Linked DNA regions of Mus musculus: all the other regions are linked to region 1. Evidence: chromatin contacts called from public ChIA-PET, capture Hi-C and promoter capture Hi-C data. All regions are on one chromosome and are shown on one strand. Each heading gives the region's core, a stretch centred on a gene start, on an enhancer-like site or on the middle of the called end of the contact. The rest is flanking DNA. Distances are from core to core; before and after follow the strand shown. Region 1 holds the start of Strip1 (striatin interacting protein 1). Region 2 holds the start of Cd53 (CD53 antigen). Region 3 holds the start of Sars (seryl-aminoacyl-tRNA synthetase). Region 4 holds the start of Wdr47 (WD repeat domain 47). Region 5 holds the start of Tmem167b (transmembrane protein 167B). Region 6 holds the start of Celsr2 (cadherin, EGF LAG seven-pass G-type receptor 2). Region 7 holds the start of Psrc1 (proline/serine-rich coiled-coil 1).

What was found. Promoter capture Hi-C pulls out the DNA fragments that hold promoters and counts their contacts. ChIA-PET counts read pairs in DNA pulled down with a chosen protein or histone mark. Capture Hi-C pulls out chosen DNA fragments and counts their contacts.
Region 2: an RNA polymerase II ChIA-PET map of memory CD8 T cells shows a contact between it and region 1, with 16 read pairs. The contact joins the promoter of Cd53 here to the promoter of Strip1 in region 1. A contact is called at or near these places in 1 of 39 promoter capture datasets (pre-B cells) and 3 of 115 datasets of contacts at active chromatin or transcription factors (bone marrow-derived dendritic cells, memory CD8 T cells and regulatory T cell precursor).
Region 3: an RNA polymerase II ChIA-PET map of memory CD8 T cells shows a contact between it and region 1, with 8 read pairs. The contact joins the promoter of Sars here to the promoter of Strip1 in region 1. A contact is called at or near these places in 1 of 39 promoter capture datasets (liver) and 1 of 115 datasets of contacts at active chromatin or transcription factors (memory CD8 T cells).
Region 4: a promoter capture Hi-C map of liver shows a contact between it and region 1, with 5 times the contacts expected there. The contact joins the promoter of Wdr47 here to the promoter of Strip1 in region 1. A contact is called at or near these places in 4 of 39 promoter capture datasets (hippocampal neurons, liver and pre-B cells).
Region 5: a contact with region 1 is called in a promoter capture Hi-C map of adipose tissue. The contact joins the promoter of Tmem167b here to the promoter of Strip1 in region 1. A contact is called at or near these places in 2 of 39 promoter capture datasets (liver and pre-B cells), 1 of 115 datasets of contacts at active chromatin or transcription factors (memory CD8 T cells) and 1 of 9 other capture datasets (adipose tissue).
Region 6: a contact with region 1 is called in a capture Hi-C map of embryonic tail, with 4 times the contacts expected there. The contact joins the promoter of Celsr2 here to the promoter of Strip1 in region 1. A contact is called at or near these places in 1 of 115 datasets of contacts at active chromatin or transcription factors (microglia) and 3 of 9 other capture datasets (adipose tissue, embryonic tail and liver).
Region 7: a promoter capture Hi-C map of pre-B cells shows a contact between it and region 1, with 7 times the contacts expected there. The contact joins the promoter of Psrc1 here to the promoter of Strip1 in region 1. A contact is called at or near these places in 3 of 39 promoter capture datasets (cranial neural crest, liver and pre-B cells) and 1 of 115 datasets of contacts at active chromatin or transcription factors (large pre-B cells).

What each region holds. Positions count from the first base shown.
Region 1 is chr3:107,630,262-107,633,000 of GRCm38.p6, reverse strand. Strip1 (striatin interacting protein 1) reads left to right here and starts at 1,291. Exons shown (of 21, transcript NM_153563.2): 1 at 1,291-1,500. The coding sequence starts at 1,321. It overlaps Gm10961 (a long non-coding RNA gene), which reads right to left and starts at 1,400. Exons shown (of 3, transcript XR_375960.3): 1 at 999-1,400; 2 at 1-74.
Region 2 is chr3:106,788,736-106,791,635 of GRCm38.p6, reverse strand. It overlaps Cd53 (CD53 antigen), which reads left to right and starts at 1,487. Exons shown (of 8, transcript NM_007651.3): 1 at 1,487-1,669.
Region 3 is chr3:108,444,006-108,446,867 of GRCm38.p6, reverse strand. Sars (seryl-aminoacyl-tRNA synthetase) reads left to right here and starts at 1,609. Exons shown (of 11, transcript NM_001204979.1): 1 at 1,609-1,871. The coding sequence starts at 1,736.
Region 4 is chr3:108,589,909-108,592,677 of GRCm38.p6, reverse strand. It overlaps Wdr47 (WD repeat domain 47), which reads right to left and starts at 1,400. Exons shown (of 15, transcript NM_181400.3): 1 at 1,081-1,400.
Region 5 is chr3:108,561,097-108,564,045 of GRCm38.p6, reverse strand. It overlaps Tmem167b (transmembrane protein 167B), which reads left to right and starts at 1,580. Exons shown (of 3, transcript NM_026198.2): 1 at 1,580-1,775. The coding sequence starts at 1,766.
Region 6 is chr3:108,413,877-108,416,849 of GRCm38.p6, reverse strand. It overlaps Celsr2 (cadherin, EGF LAG seven-pass G-type receptor 2), which reads left to right and starts at 1,271. Exons shown (of 34, transcript NM_017392.4): 1 at 1,271-2,973. The coding sequence starts at 1,356. It overlaps Gm52630 (a long non-coding RNA gene), which reads right to left and starts at 829. Exons shown (of 3, transcript XR_003954680.1): 1 at 693-829; 2 at 181-400; 3 at 1-31.
Region 7 is chr3:108,382,449-108,385,229 of GRCm38.p6, reverse strand. It overlaps Psrc1 (proline/serine-rich coiled-coil 1), which reads right to left and starts at 1,392. Exons shown (of 8, transcript NM_019976.3): 1 at 1,304-1,392; 2 at 945-994; 3 at 799-856; 4 at 1-260. The coding sequence starts at 963. Gm12522 (predicted gene 12522) reads left to right here and starts at 1,489. Exons shown (of 3, transcript NR_040560.1): 1 at 1,489-1,943; 2 at 2,434-2,759.

The DNA.
Region 1 (2,739 bases), core at 42-2,541:
GTCTAGAGGGTTGAGGCCAGTGACCAAGAGTCTTGTACCTGCTTCTTGGGGAGGGAGGTTTCTGGAGGAGGACACTGTAAAAAGTAACATTAAAACCATCTTGGTTACTCCTATGTGTTTGGCACTCAGACGTGACGGAGAATGAGGTGAGAGGCCACCATTTTTGGATGATTGCTCTTTGAGTCAATACAGATGTGAGCAGGTAATTCAGAGTAAACGAGACAGCTACAAAATGAAGGCAGAAAAGCAAGAGCCACTTCTAAGGGATTATTAAACACACCCTCATTTCCCCATGATTTCTCTGTTATATTTTCAATTTCAGTTTTATTTATTCATTTGTTTATCTCCCCCATGTGAATGTAAACTCCACGAAGACTAGAATCCTATTTTTGTTCATTATTATATCCTTAAAAGTATTTGTCAGTGGCTTGAGGACAGATACAACTTCATACTGTTATCCTTAGCCCCCAAGAGTCTCTCTCTCTCTCTCTCTCTCTCTCTCTCTCTCTCTCTCTCTCTCTCTCTCTCTCTCTTTCTCTGTCTCTCTCTCTCTCTGTCTCTCTTCACTTCAAGTTCAAGACAGGGTTTCTCTGTATAGTCCTGGCTGTCCCGGAACTCACTTTGTAAACCAGGCTGGCCTCGAACTCAGAAATCTGCCTGCCTCTGACTCCCAAGTGCTGGGATTAAAGGCGTGCGCCACCAACGCCCGGCTTTTTCCCCTGTTTTGATAAGTGAGATTATTAACGTGGCTCCAGAGGTGTCTTGGATGGAGTTATAATCTGATAAGTAAAACCAGGAGTCCCCAGGGTTGCACAAGGTGTTTCTTACAGAGTCCTACTGACTTGGAGGTTTTTCAGCTGGAAGGTTAGAGAAAAGCCACAACCAGTTGTTAATTGTACAGAAATTCTTTGCTAGGAAAACGTGTCAACTAGACCCATGAGTCAGGAATTGCTTTCTTTAATGATGTCTCCCTAATTTCCCCTTTCATCCTGCCTCACCTTGAACAGGGAGGGCTCTAAAGACAGGCAAAGCGATGATAGACAACGAATTAAAGTGTTAAGTCTCATGGATAAAAAAGACATCTAAAGGGATTCCTGCGAGCCCAGCCGCACGTCTCCGGCTTAGTTCCACGGGAAGGAGGGAGGGGAAACTAAATGACAAAGCCAGGAAAGACCTTGGGAGGTGATTGGCAGTTGCGGCTTTCGACACACGCAGCCACACTGAATATGGCGATTGGGGAAATTTCCTGGAGGAAATCACGCGAGAGTTGCCTGACGGGAGGCCGTCCGCGAATTGAGCCGGGGGTGTGGAGCAGCCAAGATGGAGCCGGCAGCCGCCGGTCCCGGCCCTCTGATTGTGAACAACAAGCAGCCGCAGCCGCCACCTCCTCCGCCGCCTGCCACCGCGCAGCCTCCTCCTGGGGCGCCGAGGGCCGCCGGAGGCCTCCTGCCGGGGGGCAAAGCCCGCGAGTTCAACCGCAACCAGCGCAAAGACTCGGAGGTCAGAGCTGCAGGGGGGCGAGGCTGGCACCGGGCGGGTGACAGAGGGGGTCCCGGGAGACCGGGGCGGCATCCGGGCCCAGCCGGGCTTCCCGACGGCTTGACAGGGACCCTGGGAGCTGTCACTTTACCGGGAACCGTGCAGTTAGCTAGGCTGGCAGCCGCCACAGCCCCGGGGAGGAAAGCCCGGAGCCCTGTCACCAACTCTGCTGCGGCCGGGGGAAGAAGGTCCCCGAGCCGGGGATGGCCGGTCGCCCCCGGGGGCGTGGCCTGAGGCACAGCCCTCCTGGGGTGCAAAATCGGTGGTCTGCTGGCTGGTTAGCCCCTCATCCTTTCCGGCCTCTGATCTTAGCAGGGTGGTGGGCCACGCCAGTTGGCAGCGAAGGGACCCAGGAGAGTTTAGCGGGCGCTTAGAACAGGGCTTCTCTCTCTAGTGCTGCTTGGCCGGCCCCAGGTTGTGTGAGTAGCAGAGAGAGCACATTGTGGCTTCCCTCCGAATTTTAGTCAGCGCTGGATCAAACCGCGGCCAGACATTGCCAAGTATTTTTGCATGCCCAGTGAGCCCAGTTGCTGAGCTGTGAAGGGATCAGAAGTACACAAAGGGCGCCGGATTCTCCTCCTTGCTAGTGAGCTGCGATTCCCTTTGCCCGCGCTGTCTGGAGCTATTCACCTCGCCCCAAGTTAAAATTCCTCCCACTGCTTCCGTTTGCAGAATTCATGAATGAACACACACCCGTCTCGTCGCAGCATTTCAGGGCTTCCTCATCAGCACATTCATTCCCAGAGCGCTTACTACGCAATCTCCTCCACCTGAGACAACTTCCAGTGTGATGAACAGCCAGGCACTTACCGAGAGGGAATTCCTCAAATTCAAATTTGATGCTTCAGCTAGTACCAGATACTAAAGATAGTGTCTTTAAGCCTAAGAAATCAGTTCCCTCCAAACATTTTGTTGTTGTCGCAGGCTCAAATTCTGATAACTTATGTCACAAAGGAACAAGCCCAGAGTTGAGAGGATGAGTTTAGAGTGGCTTTTTTGAAAAAGATGGACCTTTTAGGAGCCTTTTGTTGTGGAATGATGGGTGATCAGTGGCTACTTCTCAGTGATCTCTTAAGTACGAAGGAGTATGGAAGTTAAGTTTGTAAGACCTTTAATGACCAGACTTGTCCAGGTTTTCTGAAGAGAACCCTGAGAATTGAACTACACCTTCAAATTTCTCTTTTTAAATGTTTGAGTGGA
Region 2 (2,900 bases), core at 238-2,737, 840 kb after region 1:
AGATATTGTCAATAAGACAAAAAGGCCACCAACAGATTGGGAAAGAATTTTTACCAATCCTAAATCTGATATGGGACTAATATCCATTATATACAAAGAGCTCACTAAGCTGAACTCTAGAAATTCAAATAACCCCATTAAAAATGGGTTACAGAACTAAACAAAGAATTTTTGACTGAGGAATATGGAAGGGCTGAGAAGCACTTGAAAAAATATTCAACATTCTTAATCATCAGAGAAATGCAAATCAAAAGAACCCTGAGATTCCATCTCACACCAGTCAGAATGGCTAGGATCAAAAATTCATGTGACAGCAGATGCTGGGGAGGATGTGGAGAAAGATGAACACTCCTCCATTGCTGGTGGGATTGCAAACTGGTACAACCACTCTGGAAATCAGTTTGGCGGTTCTTCAGAAAACTGGACATAGTACTACCAGTAGATCTAGCAATACCTCTCCTGGGCATATACCCAGAAGATGTTCTAACTGGTAAAAAGGACACATGGTCCACTATGTTCATAGCAGACCTATTTATAATAGCCAGAAGCTGAAAAGAACCCAGATGTCCCTAAACAGAGGAATGGATACAGAAAATATGGTACATTTACACAATGGAGCACTACTCAGCTTTTAAAAACAATGAATTTATGAAATTCTTGGGCAAATGGATGGATCTGGAGTATCACCCTGAGTGAGATAACCCAATCACAAAAGAAATCCTTTGATATGCACTCACTGATAAGTGGATATTAGCCCAGAAACCTAGAATACCCAAGATAGTTTTTTTTTAAACAAGATTTGTTTACTTATTATGTATATGTATATGTATATGTATATGTGTATGTGTATGTGTATGTGTATGTGTATGTGTATGTGTGTGTATATGTATAATGTATATGTATATGTATATGTATATGTATATACTGTAGCTGTCTTCAGGCACACCAGAAGAGGGCATTAGATCCCATTTATAGATGGTTGTGAGCCACCATGTGGCTGCTGGGAATTAAACTCAGGACTTCTGGAAGAGCAGTCAGTGCTCTTAACTGCTGAGCGATCTCTCCAGCTGCATTTTTGTTTTTCTAGTTCATGTTTTGATACACCTTTGTCCAAAAGTAGATATTCAATCCTACACAAGTTTATCTCTGTGTCCTCTACTATGCTATATTGATCTACAAGTATGGTTTCATTCCAGTACCATGCTGGCTTGGTCAGTATGGTTTAGTAGTATAGTTTGTGGTCAAACGGTGGGGACACATACACAGAAACAGACCCACGGGTATTTTGTAGTTGCTGCTTCAATTGAGAAGCACTGTTCTATGGCCAGGAAATATCACTCAAATTACTGTAAAGTTCACCAGAACTCAGATTGGTGTGTCAGACCTTCTTTAGCTTCCAGAAACCAGCTTAGAATAGGCTGGGAGTGGAAGCCTCTGCAAGTTCACTGAGGAACAGTTGACTATCTGAGCCTAAGAGAGAACACTCAGTCTCACTTCCTCACTCTTCTCGCTTGGGTTTCCTGTCGTCACAGCATGATTGTATTTTTTCTCTCTTCACTTCTCCTTTTACACAAATAGACATAGACTTCTGGGTTACAGGCTGTGCTGGCCACCTAAAAGATAATCAGTGAATTCTACCTGAAGTACTGAGGGACACTGCCTTCAAAAGGTAAGATTTATGACTTTTAACAGCTCTAAATCAGCTAATAAGGCACATAGCATTTTGAGAGTCTCCACACATCCCTTTAGTAACTTTAAAATGTGATGTGTTTACAAATATTTAGATCAGCACTTCCCTTAGGCAACTGGGCTAGAAATACTTTGATTTAATTGGTGTTTTATTTTCTGATATCTCTTTGGGCCTAAGTATTCATAAGCTTACATTATTATGCCACTTGAATTGCTTACTGTATATGGTGGTTTCTAATGCTTGAAGTTTTTGAGGTGAGATGAGATGAAATTGGGGAGATCTTCTATGTTGTTTTTTCTTCAAAAACTTGAAGTTTCATTTTAGAGCAGGGAGGAAAATCATAACCAGAGTGATTTAGAACAGTAGCCAGAAGACATGTTGTCTTTGTTTGAAAACATTTTAAAGGAAAGTTAGTGCTGAGAATGTCATGTTTTGATATAAGATAGATACAAAAAACCTGCAACATAGGTGTTCTGCAATGTACTTCATGTATTTTATTCCTATGGCTTAGTTTGGGGGAAGGTAAACATTGTGATCTGAAGGGCTTCTTTCTTCACTTTAAATGGTCTGTGATACACAAAGCTTGAACATTGACAAATTTCACATAAAATGTGCAGCAGAGAGGAAACCCACATAACTTGATACAGTAATAGTTTCCAACTTGCAAGCCATTCTAGGGTGTAAGTATTCAGCAAAATGATAGTCAAGCTTTGGTCAATACAAAATGTCTGTATCAGGTCTTTCTTGGTCCAAGAGCTGTGAAGAGCTCATTTGATTATAATCTAAAAGGGAGAAAGTAAAGTATCCATGTCCACATTTTCTCACCTAAAATTCAAGGGAGATGATTGGGAGTTAGTTGCAGCTTGTCAGAGCCACCCTCAGAGGCTACTAAACCTTATGTTTATAAATAGTGACCTAAGTGAACTAAGTTAAAAACCATGGGTTAGGCACCCTTTGATGTCTGACAGTATACTGTTGATACAGAGGAGAAATGAAGAAGAATGGAGAATTTGCCCAGTAATAGTTTTTTCCATGAGGAGCTTTTCTTGGTAATCATATCTATTAGAAGATTGAGCCAGAGAAGAATTTTATCTGCTGTGTGAGCAATGTTTTGCTTTCTCAATCTCGATCCAAATCTTCACTGCTTTGAAACTGGTTGATTAAGAGCAGATGCCAAACTGAAATGTGGTTTCCTGTGTGGGCCAGTTAA
Region 3 (2,862 bases), core at 360-2,859, 810 kb before region 1:
AATTTCAAAGTGATTTCTGGAATTACACTATAAAGGACTGATGCACTCCTTAGGCCCCACCTCTCAAAGCACCTGCCATTGTTTTCATACCTTAGATTACACGGATCTTACCCTCTCAGGGGTTCAGTGACCCCCAACACTTTGATGACAGTCTTCAAGTATTTTCTGCAAAGACTGCAGCTCTCTATCCTTAACATTTATTATTATAACTTCTCTTGGCTGCTTTCCATTTTCCAGCCGTCCGATTGCTAGATACTCAGGAAAGTGTTCTTTTTAGGAGAAGACACAGGAAGGGGAGAGCAGGTTTGTGGGTTCCGTGTTAGTTAATGTTTTCTACTGTGTGAGAGCAGTAGGTTTTTGGTTTGGTTGTATGTGTGTTTGGTTTTTGAGACAGATTCTCACTACACAGCTCTGGCTGGCTTGGAGTTCGGTATTTAGAACAGGCTGGCCTTGACTTTACAGAGCTCTCTACCTCCGATGTGATATAAAAGGCACCTACTACTAAGCCTGACTAGGTTTGGGTTTTTTGGAGACATGCTGGCCCTGAACTCATGCACCCGCTGCTCCCACTCACAAGGGATGCACATGGACATGCACTACCACATCTGGCCAAGAGAGGTAATTTCAAATGAGGTCTTCTCACTTTAAGAGTAACAGGTGTGTGTAGGTTGGGCTTGGTGGCACACCCCTTTGATACCAGAGACTCCCCAGGAAGAGGCAGGCATCTCTGTCTGAAGCCAGCCTGGTCTACATAGTGAGCTCCAGGACAGCCAGGCCTATAGATTCTATCTCAACAAACAAAACAAACAAACAGACAAAAAGAATAACTTGAACGTGTTGATAGAATAGCCTGGCAATGCTCAAATTACATAAACATAGAATAGTTTCAATCGTAAATATAAGCTACAACTTCTTGCAAAGGTCTATTGGATTTGGGTGAGGGATATGTGAGAAGAGAGGTGTGCTCATCTCATGGACTGTCTTCTGACACCCAACCCTTCTTCCCCTGGTTTTCAACACAAAACTGTAGCCAAAGCTGCAGGAGACCGGGAGGGGACAAGCTCAGATTATCCTGCCTCCTAGCCTCCCTCCAGTGTCTCTGTTTATTAAGTCCATCAGGGTCTCTAACCTTGTCCTTTTATCTCAGGGGGGCTTGGCAAAGGTTTGTTGCGGGAGGAAGGGGGTAGGGCTAGTATAAAAAGAAAAATAAAGGATGAAATGGCACACATCTTTAATCCCAACATTTTGTTTGAGGCTGGCCAGGTTTACATAGTTGCTAGTCAGAGCTACACTGTGAGACCCTGTATCAAAACAAAAAGCCCCAGGGCTCGAGAATCTTGAGGGTAGGTAACTGGGTGTGTGCTCTGTAATCAAGATAGAGGAAAACTGGCATCTGCAAAGTGCATTGTCTTCCAAGTCAGCTTCGGTCCACACCGAGATACTCCCTTCAACCAGAGGAACCTGAGGCATTCACGATTTCAGTGGGGGGCGATCAGAAGGCCTTTCAGTAAGGAGTTCAGCAGAGAAACAACCCGCATAAGGCTACCACGCCCTTTTCACTTCTCACCACTCCCTCTGGACCCTGCCTAACACTGCGGCTTCCGGCGAGCTAGGCGCCGCCCCCTCCCGGGCTGCCGGGTGCCTGCGCAGTGAGACCAGGTCAGCGCGCAGGCGCAGTGCATCGTCCACCCGCCGCTTACAGTCCTCTCTTAGTGTTAACTGGTGAGGTAGAAGGATGGTGCTGGACCTGGATTTGTTTCGGGTGGATAAAGGAGGGGACCCAGCCCTCATTCGAGAGACGCAGGAGAAGCGCTTCAAGGACCCGGGGCTGGTGGACCAGCTGGTGAAAGCAGACAGTGAGTGGCGACGATGTAAGTACCAGGAGCTCGCAGTATCCCTTGAATCCCTCATGGCTTCAGAGGTCACAGCTTACAGCTTTTGTCAGATGCTCCCGCGACTGGCCGGCTCTACCGGCTTGTCCGTAGAACAAGCTGGGAACCGGGCTTGTCCCCCTCTCCCTGCAGCTCCCGCGGCCTGGGTCCCTCCCCGCGCGTGCTCTATGCTGACTGCCGCCAGTGCTTTAGGAAGGAGCTGCACGCACGCACGCGCAGGGAGAGCTGTCAGGCCCTTGCGTAGCTACAGCAAGCCAGAGCTGGAGTTTTACTTGGGGGGCGGGCTGGGAATTAATTTTCTATACATTTTGGTCATTCTCAGTGTTTTATTCGTCTTTAGCAAACCCAGCGTAGTCCTCCGGGTTTTGCAGGGATCAAAGGCTGCTCTCTCAGACTGAGTGACTTCTGCAGCACCCTAGGATTACTCCACCCCAGTCGAACCATCTGGGGACTTTGGAGGCTACTCTTGACTAAATGCAGTGACCCTGAAATTTGGGGTGGCCACTTCTCCAACCCTGAAGGCATACCTTTAAGAATCAGGCTTTTCCGTGCTAGATCAGATAGGACGGAGGGGTGCTGTAAGGCAAGAAAAAGCTTGTAATTACTGAGGATGGTTGTGATTTGTGGTAGTTTTCTGGAAAAGACGTTGGCAGCGTAGAAGTGACCCATCGTCATTCAGGAAATTAAAAGAAGCTCTAGAATCCTCTGCCTCCCAAGTGATCACCTGGCAGACCGGATGTTGTCAGTGGCATGTGACTCGGGTAGTCTGATGCAATAGGTCTGCAACCAGCTGAGAACCTGGTTTATAAGAGCACTGCTAAGGCAATCCCACGATCCAAGAGTGTCTCCCTCCTACTCCCACCCTCCAAAATAAACAGGATTTCTTTCTCTCTGTAGCCCTGGCTATCCTGGAACTTGCTCTGTAGACCAGGCTGGCCTTGAACTCAGAGATCCACTTGCCTCTGCTTCG
Region 4 (2,769 bases), core at 151-2,650, 960 kb before region 1:
AATGCTAACATAACATATGCCAACACTTGAGACCCCCCCCCAAAAAAAAGAAGTGGTATTATCTGTGAAAAAGATTTACAGCCCTTTTAAACCTGTATGTTAATTCCTGTGCCATTAACTTTTTATAGCATTCTATGAACTCTCTACAACAAAGGGGGGAAACTAAGTGTCAGGATTTCAACCGATGAATCTGGGTGGAACAAAGACTTCTCCTCTCATTATGCAGTGAGAACCAAGTTGCCAAAAAAAAAAAAAAAAAAAAAAAGCTCCCCTCAGACGACACCCTTCGTAGTTACTAGCTGCATGTCTGGATGTACAGGGGGGAAATCATCAGGTCAAATACTGCCGCTGCCTACTTGGTTCCTACCCCTTTGCCAAAGGCGTCGTCCCAGAGCTAGAGCCCCAATCTTTTTCTCCCCAATACAGCTAAGCAGCTTAACCCTCTGAGTTCCATAACCTCCGGTGTCTTACGCAGGCGTCCCCGGGAACAAATCACGTTCGAAATTCAGTCGATGCCCCTGTCCCCACCCTCCCAGACCCCACAGGACTGCTCCTAACAGCCACTGGCCTGGCGTCAGAAAGGGCAAACCCGGATCCCCCACAAACCCTCAACCCCGCCACTCCCTACCCATTCGCCGGCCAAGGCGAGCAGGGAAAGGGACCAGCGCGCAGCCCTCAGTCTCGCCCCAGCCCAATAGAGGGGCGAGGCAGATGCAGCCCAGTCAGCCCTCCTCGCGCCCCTCAGCAGCGGCGAGGTGGATACTCCATACCAGGGCGAGGGGCATCGCCCAGCCGCCCGAATCAGACTGGCAAGTAGGGGAAGGTGTGGTCCAGCAGTGGCGGCCTGGATAGATTGCCTGGCGGGTCCCAGGTCCTGTCCCCGAGACACCCGGGCCTCGCCCGCATCCCATCTTCTCGCAGTCGCCACCAAAGCCTACCCAAGACACTCCTCCCGGCTGCGAACGCCGCCCAAGGGGCTGTGGGGTCTGCGCCGCATCAGGCTAGTGACAGGTGGCGACGGGTGACCATGGCAACCCACGGTGCACGGCGGCCCGCCCCCGCCTCCTGGAATCCGCTCACCTGAGAGCTCCGGGCGGAGCCGGCAGAAGCGGTGGAGGAAAACGCGGAGGAGAGGCCGGCGGCCAGAGCCCCGAGACAGCCAATTCCAGTCTAAGGCGCGAGCGCGAGGGCGGCGGTCTGGGCTAAGCAGCCCGCACGTCAATCCATCAGCTCGTCAGCCGGTCCTGCTCGCGTCCGCCCCGATCCCGCCTCCGACCGCTCCGCTCCGCGGACTGCGGTTGTCAAGCGCCGCTGGAACGGAGCTCCAGCCGCCAGCTGCAGCCAATCACTGCTCGTCCCTGGAGCCGCCTCAGGACCCCTCCTCGCGAGGCGGCTAGGCAGGTGCCTGAGCAGAAGAGTCGGCTGGGCCAGCCCAGGAGGGTAGGGCGGGGCCTAGAGGCGGGGCCTAACACGGGGGCGGGCAGAATCTAAGACTGACGCCTGGAGGCTCCTGGCCCTCGCCTTCTCTGCTCTTATGGTTTAGGAGATGACTGTAAGGAGAATGTAGGCCCAGAACCTTCGGGTGACGCTATGTTATGTCCCAAAATAGCGTGGACAGGTGTGGTAGTTTGAATGAGAATTGCCCCCATACTCATGCATTTGAATGCTTGTCCCCAGTTACTGGACTGACAGGAAAAGATAAGGATAGCAGTTCTCAACGTATGGGTCCCAACACCTCCTAGGAGGGTAACATATCATATAATTTCAATTCATAGCAGTAACCAACTGGTCTGAAGTAGCAACGAAAATAATTTTATGGCTGGGGGTGAGGAGGCCACCAAAAGATGAGCAACTGTATTAAAGAGTCGCAGCATTAGGAAGGTTGAGAACCACTGGATTAGGTGTGAACAAGTTGGAAGAGATGTCACTGAGGGTGGTCTTGGAGGTTTCAAGAGCCAGTCCTTTCTGGCTTTTTTTTTTTTTTGTAAGATTTATTTATTATATGTAAGTACACTGTAGCTGTCGCCAGACACCCCAGAAGAGGGCATCAGATCTCACTATGGATGGTTGTGAGCCACCATGTGGTTGTCAGGATTTGAACTCAGGACCTCCAAATAGAGCAGTCAGTGTTCTTAACCGCTGAGCCATCTCTCCAGTCCCAAGCCAGCCTTTTCTTCGTTTTATGTCTGGTGCTTGTGGATCACGTGTAAGCTGTTAGCAACTGCTCCAGCATCAGGCCTCCCTGTCTGCTGGCACATTCACTGCCAAGACCGTCATGAACTAACCCTCTGGAACCCTGAGCTAAAAATTAAATGCTGTCTTTTATAAGTTGCCTTGGTCGTGGTGTTTCATCACATCAATAAAAAAAGTAGCTAGGACAACCTGTCTGACACTTCCAAATGTCTTCTGTGCACTGGGTTTGACTCTTAATTCTACTCCAACGATTAACTAATAAAGCTTAAGTGAAATAAATACTCCTTCCTTGCCCTTTTCCGTACTCCATCTCCCTCCATGAAAACCATCCCCTTCCAGGCTCTCCATGTGTAAAGCTAATCCTATCTTGAAGCACTTAACAAGGCTGCTGTTTTGAACTGCCCTTTTATTTACAGTAGTAACCTCACTCCTACACATTTGTGTAGTAGTATTCCCCCAGATACGTACTGCTCAAGGAGCTGAACCTCCAGGAACCTTAGCATAAAGAATCCAGAACTCAGGAGGCAGAGGTAGACTTATGAGAGATTTACCTGGCCTGGTTTACATAATGAGTTC
Region 5 (2,949 bases), core at 331-2,830, 930 kb before region 1:
CATCACTTGGATGCTGGAAACCTAACGAAGGTCTTAACAAGAGAAGCAAATGCTGTCAACCACTAAGCCATCTCTGCAGTCCTGTCTTGCTTTGTGGAATGTCCTGTGTGTATACACACATATGTAATCCAAGTGATTATATTAGTGATTATGTTAGGGTTTTTCTATATATCTTTTGGTTTTTGATGCTGTAATTTCTTAATTTGAGTATATTTTTTTCAATGACTCTTTTTTTTCTTCTTCTGGTTTTTCAAGACAGGGTTTCTCTGTATAGCCCTAGCTGTCCTGGAACTCACTCTGTAGACCAGGCTGGCCTCGAACTCAGAAATCCGCCTGCCTCTGCCTCCCAAGTGCTGGGATTAAAGGCGTGTGCCATCACTGCCCGGCTCAAGTACTCTTTCCTACATCAAACACTGTGGCTACTCTACTAGTGGTTTCCTCCTCTTGACTGTCCATTCCAAGTCTTCTGACAGTTTTGTTCTAGGTAACCAGGCGGTTCACAGCCAGCAGATGGCACTGTAGCAGGAATGGACAGAATTCTTAGGTTTCTGAGTGCAGCACTTTCAGTCAGACTCTAGAAAAGCAGACCCAGCTGTCTATAATTGAAGGTCCCAGTTTACAAAGCAGAACCTAAAGCTTTGTTCCCTGCACGCCAGCCCACCATTAGACTGTCATCATCTAGTCAAAACATCTTCAGAGAAGCCAGGGTACATTTCTGAAGAGGTGAGGCCAGCATGACTTAAACTCTGCAGATAAAGGAAACTATCCTGGTAATTTAAGGAAAAGAAAGTCATTCTAACAAACAGGAAGCTGTCTGAATGCTTCTGACAACCGAAAGCTTTAGGATCGGAAGCATGTGGCTTTTGTTATAGTTTCTTATTCCGTTTACGAAAGTCAGAGGCAGCTTGGCTAGATTTCCGCAAGAAGCCACCTAACAAGGGCTGTCCCAGGAGTCCGAGCAACTACTGTGGTATCCCCCTCAGCACTCAAACTCTCGTCGGGTTTCAGATATTACAGCACATATTACTGCTGCAGAGCATAGAAGCAAAACAAACAAACAAAACAAAACAAAACAAACAAGCCGTGTCCCCAAGAACGGTCCAACTATCCTGACAGTGGTGACGTTTTCAGCTTGGTATGGTAAGATACAGTGACCCTGCTGTAGTATACACACGTGCGCCACCTTACGTGCAATTGCTTCGCATTATAGCCTGGTTCCCAAGTGTTTTCTCTTGGAACTGTACCTGATTTCACTACCAGTTGTCACCTAAATAAGTTGGAGGAAACGGGATGGCTTTCTTTTGTTTCTTGGTCATGAATCACTGGAACCCTAAGTTTTGTTCTCAAGTAGATACAACGGGGAACGACATGTTCTGGCACACTGAACATGTGTCACAGAGCAATCCCTACAGCCTTTATTTTTCAAACACACTGTCTGGGTCCAGTCGGTCTAATTAGACAGGAGCAAGCAGGCGGACTTCCGGTTGCCATGACCACAAAGGAAGCCTCGCCCAACACGCTCTCCTCCCACTACGTAGGGACGCAGACGCTACGCAGGCAGGGCGAGGCTTTGGCTCGACGATCAGCTAATTATGCCTGATTGAGTTCGGCGTTTCTCTCGCTCGGCTCTCGCGCTTGCGTACTACGGCTCGTTCCCCGTCACCACGGCCCGGATCGGGAAGTGTCAAGTGGGAGCCGGGTTCCCCCGCATTTGCAGCCGCCACAGCTGAACCCGGACCCCTCACCCCAGCCGGGCACTACCGCCATGACGAACGGTGAGAGCTGGGGGCCCGAGCGGAGGGTGGCGGTAGAGGACTGGGACCAAACGTGGCGGGCGGGGCTAGACTGACGTGGCCGTTCCCCCCGCCCCCTCCCAGCCCGGCCCCCCTGGACCTTGGGGAGCCCCTAACTCCTGTCTGGGATGCTCCTTGCAGTTTCTCTTTTCTCAAGCCCATCAAGGTACCCTAGTGCCACACCTGACTTTTCGTTATCACCCTTTACTCTCTTTTCTTTCCTAGAAGTTGGTTCTGGCCGCTGGGGAGGTCGTTCACTATAGAATTATGTTGTTAGTCCCCAGGGGAGAGAAGCTGTTATCCAGTTCCCTAAGGTCTCATACTTTCTGACAGTAAGCTGGTTGAAAGGACTTAGTAATGGTATCAAATCCCACCGTTTGCGGGGGAGGTGATTGTAGACAACCCCCAAAGTTTTTTGTTTGTTTGTTTATTTTGTTAATTTAAAAGACACCAAAAAAAGCCTTCATTCGTTTGACTAAAGTCCTAGTTGGGTGGCTCCATCTGGAGCTTCTGGCTAATACCGCAAAGGGTGGATTTAGAAGCCGCCTTTTATTAGTGATGGAGCACTTGTAATTTTTCCAGATTGCTTCAAACAATTTTATAGTCATGATTTTCAGGTTCTAGAGCATGAATTAAGACCTTTATAGTCAGTCTTACAGGAACGGAAATAAGAAAGCCTTTTCTAGGTACTATGATTGGAGAGGCTCGGGAAAGTATTTCTCATAGACTTCCATAGACGTGACACTGAAGACTGAAATGTCATTTCCTTGTGAATTTTGGCATTGTCTCTTAACTTATAGGAGTAAAAGAGCAAGACATAAAGGCATCCATAGAAACTGTCTGTGAGCTGACTGATATACTGGAACTAGCTGTGAAATAGTTTCACTGGAAGAAGTCAGTATAGTCCAGAACTGGCGGGAACCGACAAAGACCCTGATTGTATATAATATCCATTTGAAGCTTTCTGGGTAGTCAGTCTTACCATAGTACACAAAGTTAAAGAAGGAACGGAGGAAGACATAGTGTAAACTAGGAAATAAAATATTCTGGCACAGTTGATTACTGAATAAAATCTGCCTTTATGTAATTCATTTTGCTTACCTGGGTATCACATGTAAGAAGCAGAACTAAGAGCTTTCTGTGTCACCTAAGCATC
Region 6 (2,973 bases), core at 22-2,521, 780 kb before region 1:
GGGGTGGCATTCCATGAAGGGCTCAGTAGTCCTGTGCAATGGACAGGGCCATTTGCTAGTTACAAAGCCGCGGGTAGGAGGAGGACAGCAGTTGGACATTGATCTAGGAGGGAGGAGGGATAAAGAAAAAGGAACACGTCCTAAGGTCCAGGAAGCTTGGGCCCTCTGGAACCAACTCACCCTGGCCCTAGGAATCTGGTAGTGTTAGTGCTCTTGCTGCTTTGGACATTCTGGTTCACTTCCCCTGACCTGACATGTGGTACCCAAGATGTATCCCAAATGAGCTTAGGGGTCCTTTTGTCCAAGATATCCAAGTGAGAGCACGACTTCTGGTATCTGGGGGAGACTTTGTAGTGTCGAGCGAAGTCGAGCAAAGTCGTCTTTACTTCTGACCCGGGACCTGTAGGATGGGGCAGCAATGAGGGCTTTCAGGGATGGTAAGACTGGAAAGTTGTCTGTCTGTCTGTCTGTCTGTCTGTCTATATCCACCCACCTCCCACCCCCTGGTCACCTCCTGCAGACATTAAGACTGTTTTGAAAGAGCGCTAGCCATAGAATTTTACAAGAGTATCAATTCCCTGTGTGGCTTCTGATTGTTCATTCCTCTTTAAGCTGTAGAAGGGATCCAGAAATGGAAAGGAGCAAGTCTGATGTGCTGGGAAGAAAAATTCTACCAGAGGCGGGAATCTTACTTAGAGCCGCCATGCAGAAGAGGGCGCTGGGTGGGGCCCACCTCCTCGGCGCGTTGGGCGTCGCCGCTTTAAGACCGCGGCGGCGCGAGCAGGTCTATGGTAATGAGCCGCCGCCACCACCGCCGCTGCTCTGCAGAGCTCGCCCGCCCGCCCGGGAGGCGAGGGAACGCGGGTCTGGGCCCGGGACCCCGGCGACCGGTAGCTGCCGCGGCGGGGACGCAGGGCGCGAGCGGGTGGCGCAGGGCCATCGTTGGCAGCCGGGCCCGGGCCGGAGCGTGAGGCTCCGCAGACGCAGGTGGGCGACCTTACGCGGGCGGAGGGGACATTCTGGGGCTCGGGACCGGGGGACCCGGCAGAGCCAGAGATCCTCGCGGCCCGCGGGCGCAGGTAGAGAACGCTCAGAGCGCAGGTGGAAGCGCAGCGTGAACCCGCAGTGGTCGCGGCGACTCGGGAGCGGGCCCGGCTTCGAGAGTGGTGGGAGCCCGGCGCATCGTGGGCTAAGAGCGCGGCCCCGCCGAGCCATCTGGGTGCAGGCCCAGTGGGACGTACAGGTGGCCCCCGGGGACCCGCGCCCCGGCCCGGGCATGAGGCGCGGCGGGGCCGGCAGGAGCCGGAGGAAGAGCCGCCGCGGCTGTTGACCCGGCTGGCCGGGAACAGGGAGAGATGCGGAGCCGGGCTGCCAGCGCCCCCCTCCCAACGCCGCTGCTGCCGCTGCTACTGCTGTTGCTGCTGCTGCCACCGTCGCCACTACTGGGAGATCAAGTGGGGCCCTGTCGTTCTCTGGGATCCGGGGGACGCAGCTCCTCTGGGGCCTGCGCCCCCGTGGGCTGGCTCTGCCCAGCCTCTGCTTCGAACCTCTGGCTCTACACCAGCCGCTGCAGAGAATCGGGCATTGAGCTGACCGGCCACCTGGTGCCCCACCACGATGGCCTGAGGGTTTGGTGTCCAGAATCAGGGGCTCATATCCCTCTTCCGCCATCCTCTGAAGGCTGCCCCTGGAGCTGTCGTCTCCTGGGTATCGGAGGACACCTTTCTCCACAAGGCACGCTGACCCTGCCTGAAGAGCACCCTTGCTTAAAGGCCCCACGGCTCAGATGCCAGTCTTGCAAGCTGGCACAGGCCCCAGGGCTCAGGGCTGGGGAAGGCTCACCAGAGGAATCTCTGGGTGGGCGCAGGAAAAGGAATGTGAATACAGCTCCCCAGTTCCAGCCTCCCAGCTACCAGGCCACAGTGCCTGAGAACCAGCCTGCTGGTACCTCTGTTGCATCCTTAAGAGCCATTGATCCAGATGAGGGTGAGGCGGGTCGACTTGAGTACACCATGGATGCCCTCTTTGATAGCCGCTCCAATCATTTCTTCTCCTTGGACCCAATCACCGGTGTTGTCACCACAGCTGAGGAGCTGGATCGGGAGACCAAGAGCACCCACGTCTTCAGGGTCACTGCACAGGATCACGGTATGCCCCGACGGAGTGCCTTGGCCACGCTTACCATCTTGGTGACCGACACCAACGATCACGACCCTGTTTTTGAGCAGCAAGAGTACAAGGAGAGCCTCAGGGAGAACCTGGAGGTTGGCTATGAGGTGCTTACAGTCAGGGCCACCGACGGCGACGCCCCTCCCAATGCCAACATTCTGTACCGCCTGCTGGAGGGGGCCGGAGGCAGCCCCTCAGACGCCTTTGAGATCGATCCTCGCTCGGGGGTGATCCGAACCCGCGGCCCTGTAGACCGGGAGGAAGTGGAATCCTACAAGTTAACAGTGGAGGCGAGTGACCAGGGCCGGGACCCAGGCCCGCGGAGTTCCACAGCCATTGTTTTCCTGTCGGTGGAGGATGATAATGACAACGCCCCCCAGTTTAGCGAGAAGCGTTATGTGGTCCAGGTGCGGGAGGATGTGACCCCAGGAGCCCCAGTTCTCCGAGTCACCGCCTCCGATAGAGACAAGGGCAGCAATGCCCTAGTGCACTACAGCATCATGAGTGGCAATGCTCGGGGCCAGTTCTATCTGGATGCTCAGACTGGAGCCCTGGATGTGGTAAGCCCACTCGACTATGAGACAACCAAAGAGTATACGCTTCGGATCCGGGCTCAGGACGGTGGCCGTCCTCCACTCTCCAATGTCTCTGGCCTAGTAACAGTGCAAGTCCTAGACATCAACGATAACGCCCCCATCTTTGTCAGCACCCCTTTCCAGGCCACCGTCCTAGAGAGTGTCCCTTTAGGCTACCTTGTTCTGCACGTCCAGGCAATTGATGCTGACGCTGGTGATAACGCCCGCC
Region 7 (2,781 bases), core at 143-2,642, 750 kb before region 1:
TGGGTTTCCCTCTGGGGCTGGGCCTTCCAGGGCCTGTACCAGCCCTCTCCCGATCTTTCAGGGCACACTCCTCCAGCTGAGCCGCCAGGCGGTTGGCTTCATCAAGAATCTCTTCCAGCTTCTCTGGGCTGAGCGGGCCCAAGCTAAACCGCACACCCTGGAGGGCGGGAGCTACTTCATTTGGGTTACTCCGATGGGCGAGGCCCCGTCGAAGTGGTTTCTCTGGACTCACTAATACTGTTATGTCTTCTTCCTCATGACTGAAAAACAAATATGGCACCATGCTGGACAACAGCTAGCAGAAGGCATTCCTGTCGGCGAGTCGGGGACAATCCCCAACCCTGACTCCATTTTGGCCATGAGAACTGCTTTTAGGTGAGGAAAACTTAGTTCTACTCCCATTTTCTGAGACAATGTCTCAACTCTATAGCACAGAATGATCTCAAATTCAAAATCCCTCCTGCCTTCTCTCTCTCTCTCTCTGTCTCTCTTTCCCTCTCTCCCTCCCCCTCTCTGCACTCTAGTCTATCCTAGGAGTGTGGGGGTGGTTTGCAGGGCATGCCTCAACATGCCCAGGGACATTCATCTTTCATTTACATTTACCCCTAAATTTCCCTACAGCTTCTCTGTTCTCACCAGCATGTGTTCTAGAGGCCCAATTCTACCAGACTACTGCCATCAGAGGGTACCATACTCTGCTAGATTACCAACCACGGTTCTAGAGGCCCATAAGTTAGCAGTAAAGGGTTACAGATGTATTGCCGGAGGAAAATAATAAATGGATAAATAGGCTGGTACCTGTCAGATGGAGACAGCCCTCCGAAGTCCAAGGTCTCGTCCACAATGAACTTGATATCTGAAGGGATGAGAAGAATAAATGCCAGCTATCAGTTCTTGACAGACAGACTCTCAGGGGCCCGTTCCTCCCTCCATGGCTTCCTTACCCTCTTTCAGATCCTCCATGCTCAGCCAGCATAAGCGAGTCGGCTTAGACCTGAAAGAAAACATGCCTACCTCAGGTGTCTATCATCCTGCCTTAGGGCCCCATCAAGACTCGGAGTGCATTAGCTGGGGTGAAGAGGCATGGTGGTGGTAAAGCAGGATCAGCACGTGTCCCTGAAACTAGTCCGTTATATTAGGGAAAGGTGCAGAAAGCTCGACACCTGATGTGCAATCCGCCAACTTGCGCCCTGGCCTCTCCTCAGTCGGTCAGTCTTCACCTCCATCCTTACTATTATCCGAAATTTCGCTCCCCCCCTACCCCACCCATTTTCCACTCCGCGGCACCACATCCCCGCCACACCTCCAGCGCACACTCGGTTTCCACTCCCCACCTCGCTTCACAGTCTACGCAGGAAGCTTTTCTTCTACAATCTCCCAGTTCCCGGGAAAGGGCTCCCGAGGGGCGGAGCTTCGTTCGAATTTCTTAGGCTCCACCCAGTCCCGCCACAAACGCACAGCGATTGGTGAGTCCAAGGGGGCAGGGCTGAGTCGGGAGCAGTCGGGATGTCAGCCGGAGAAGATTGTCCCTTGGACCAAAGGGCACTTCCCAAAAAGGGTAGGGGGCTACAGCGGAACGGCGGGAGGAGCCGTGAGTGCGCGGTGGCGTGTACCGGAGCGCCTCCTTCTAACCGCGAGTCAGACAAGGGGAGAACTGTCGAACCAATGTAGGCTTGGAGCCCCGCCTCTTCCCCCACCTCCTGGATTCCAGCATCTGAGACTGGGTTTCCTTGCTGGGTTTCTCGCGTACTTGCAGAGACCACCAAATAGACCATCTCTCCAGCACTGGAGCCACAAGATTTCTTCATTTAGCATAAGGCCACTTCTCTGAGATATCTGGCATTTTTTTCTTCCTGCTTCAACCCCAACCCCCAAACGATGAGTATGAGCAGCTATTTAAGAGTTTAAATAAATAACAAAGAAGTCATTCTTCCAGGCAAACAGTAAGTAGTAATAATAATAAAAGATGTCAGAGCTGTGCTCCCTAAGTGCAAAAGGATTACCTATTGCTAAAGATCTTGTTCGTGTGAAGAATTTATTTCTTCGCCAGGATGCTGGAGATGTGTGCACTTTAATGGTGGGCCTGTAAAAGTTCAGCAAATAGCATGGTCTGGCGCATCCTTAGAGCACAGTCACTACCACCTTCTACCCTAGGCTTGCTTCAGGTTGGAAAGAAGCCTTTGCTGTTGTGAATGTTGTTGACTGGCTATGACCAGACCACTCCTCTCCATTCACTGATACACACACACACACACACACACACACCATCTGTTTCTTTTCCCTTTGTTTTTTGCTATTTTCTGAGACAGAGACTAGTGTAGCTCATGCTGGCCTTTGAATTCACCATATAGCCAAGGATGACCTTGAAGTCCCGACCCTCCTGCCCCTACCTCCCAAGTGCTGGGACTAAAGGCCTGTGCCACTCTACTCTAGGACCATCCTCTGAGACATCTGCAAACATCTGCAAGCATCTTCAGGAGTTCTGTTGCGCCTGCTTCGGAAAGACCATCACAGCTGGGCCTGTGGACGGTTTACCTTCCGTCATAGAAGGAGGAGGTGGGACAGAAGGTCACGGGACCTTCACCTGAGTATGCAGCCGTCCCTCTCAACCAGCTGTATGCAATTCTGTCCTAACTGCAGATGGTTTGGGGGAAGGGGCTAGAGGATAGAAGTGGGAAGAGGCAAGGGGAAGTCTCCTTAGGGAAGTCACCAGAGCTGCTTCAAGGTCATCCGTGCCTACACCCCTAACCCACTGCTCTGTAAGTAAGCTTATCTTATCGA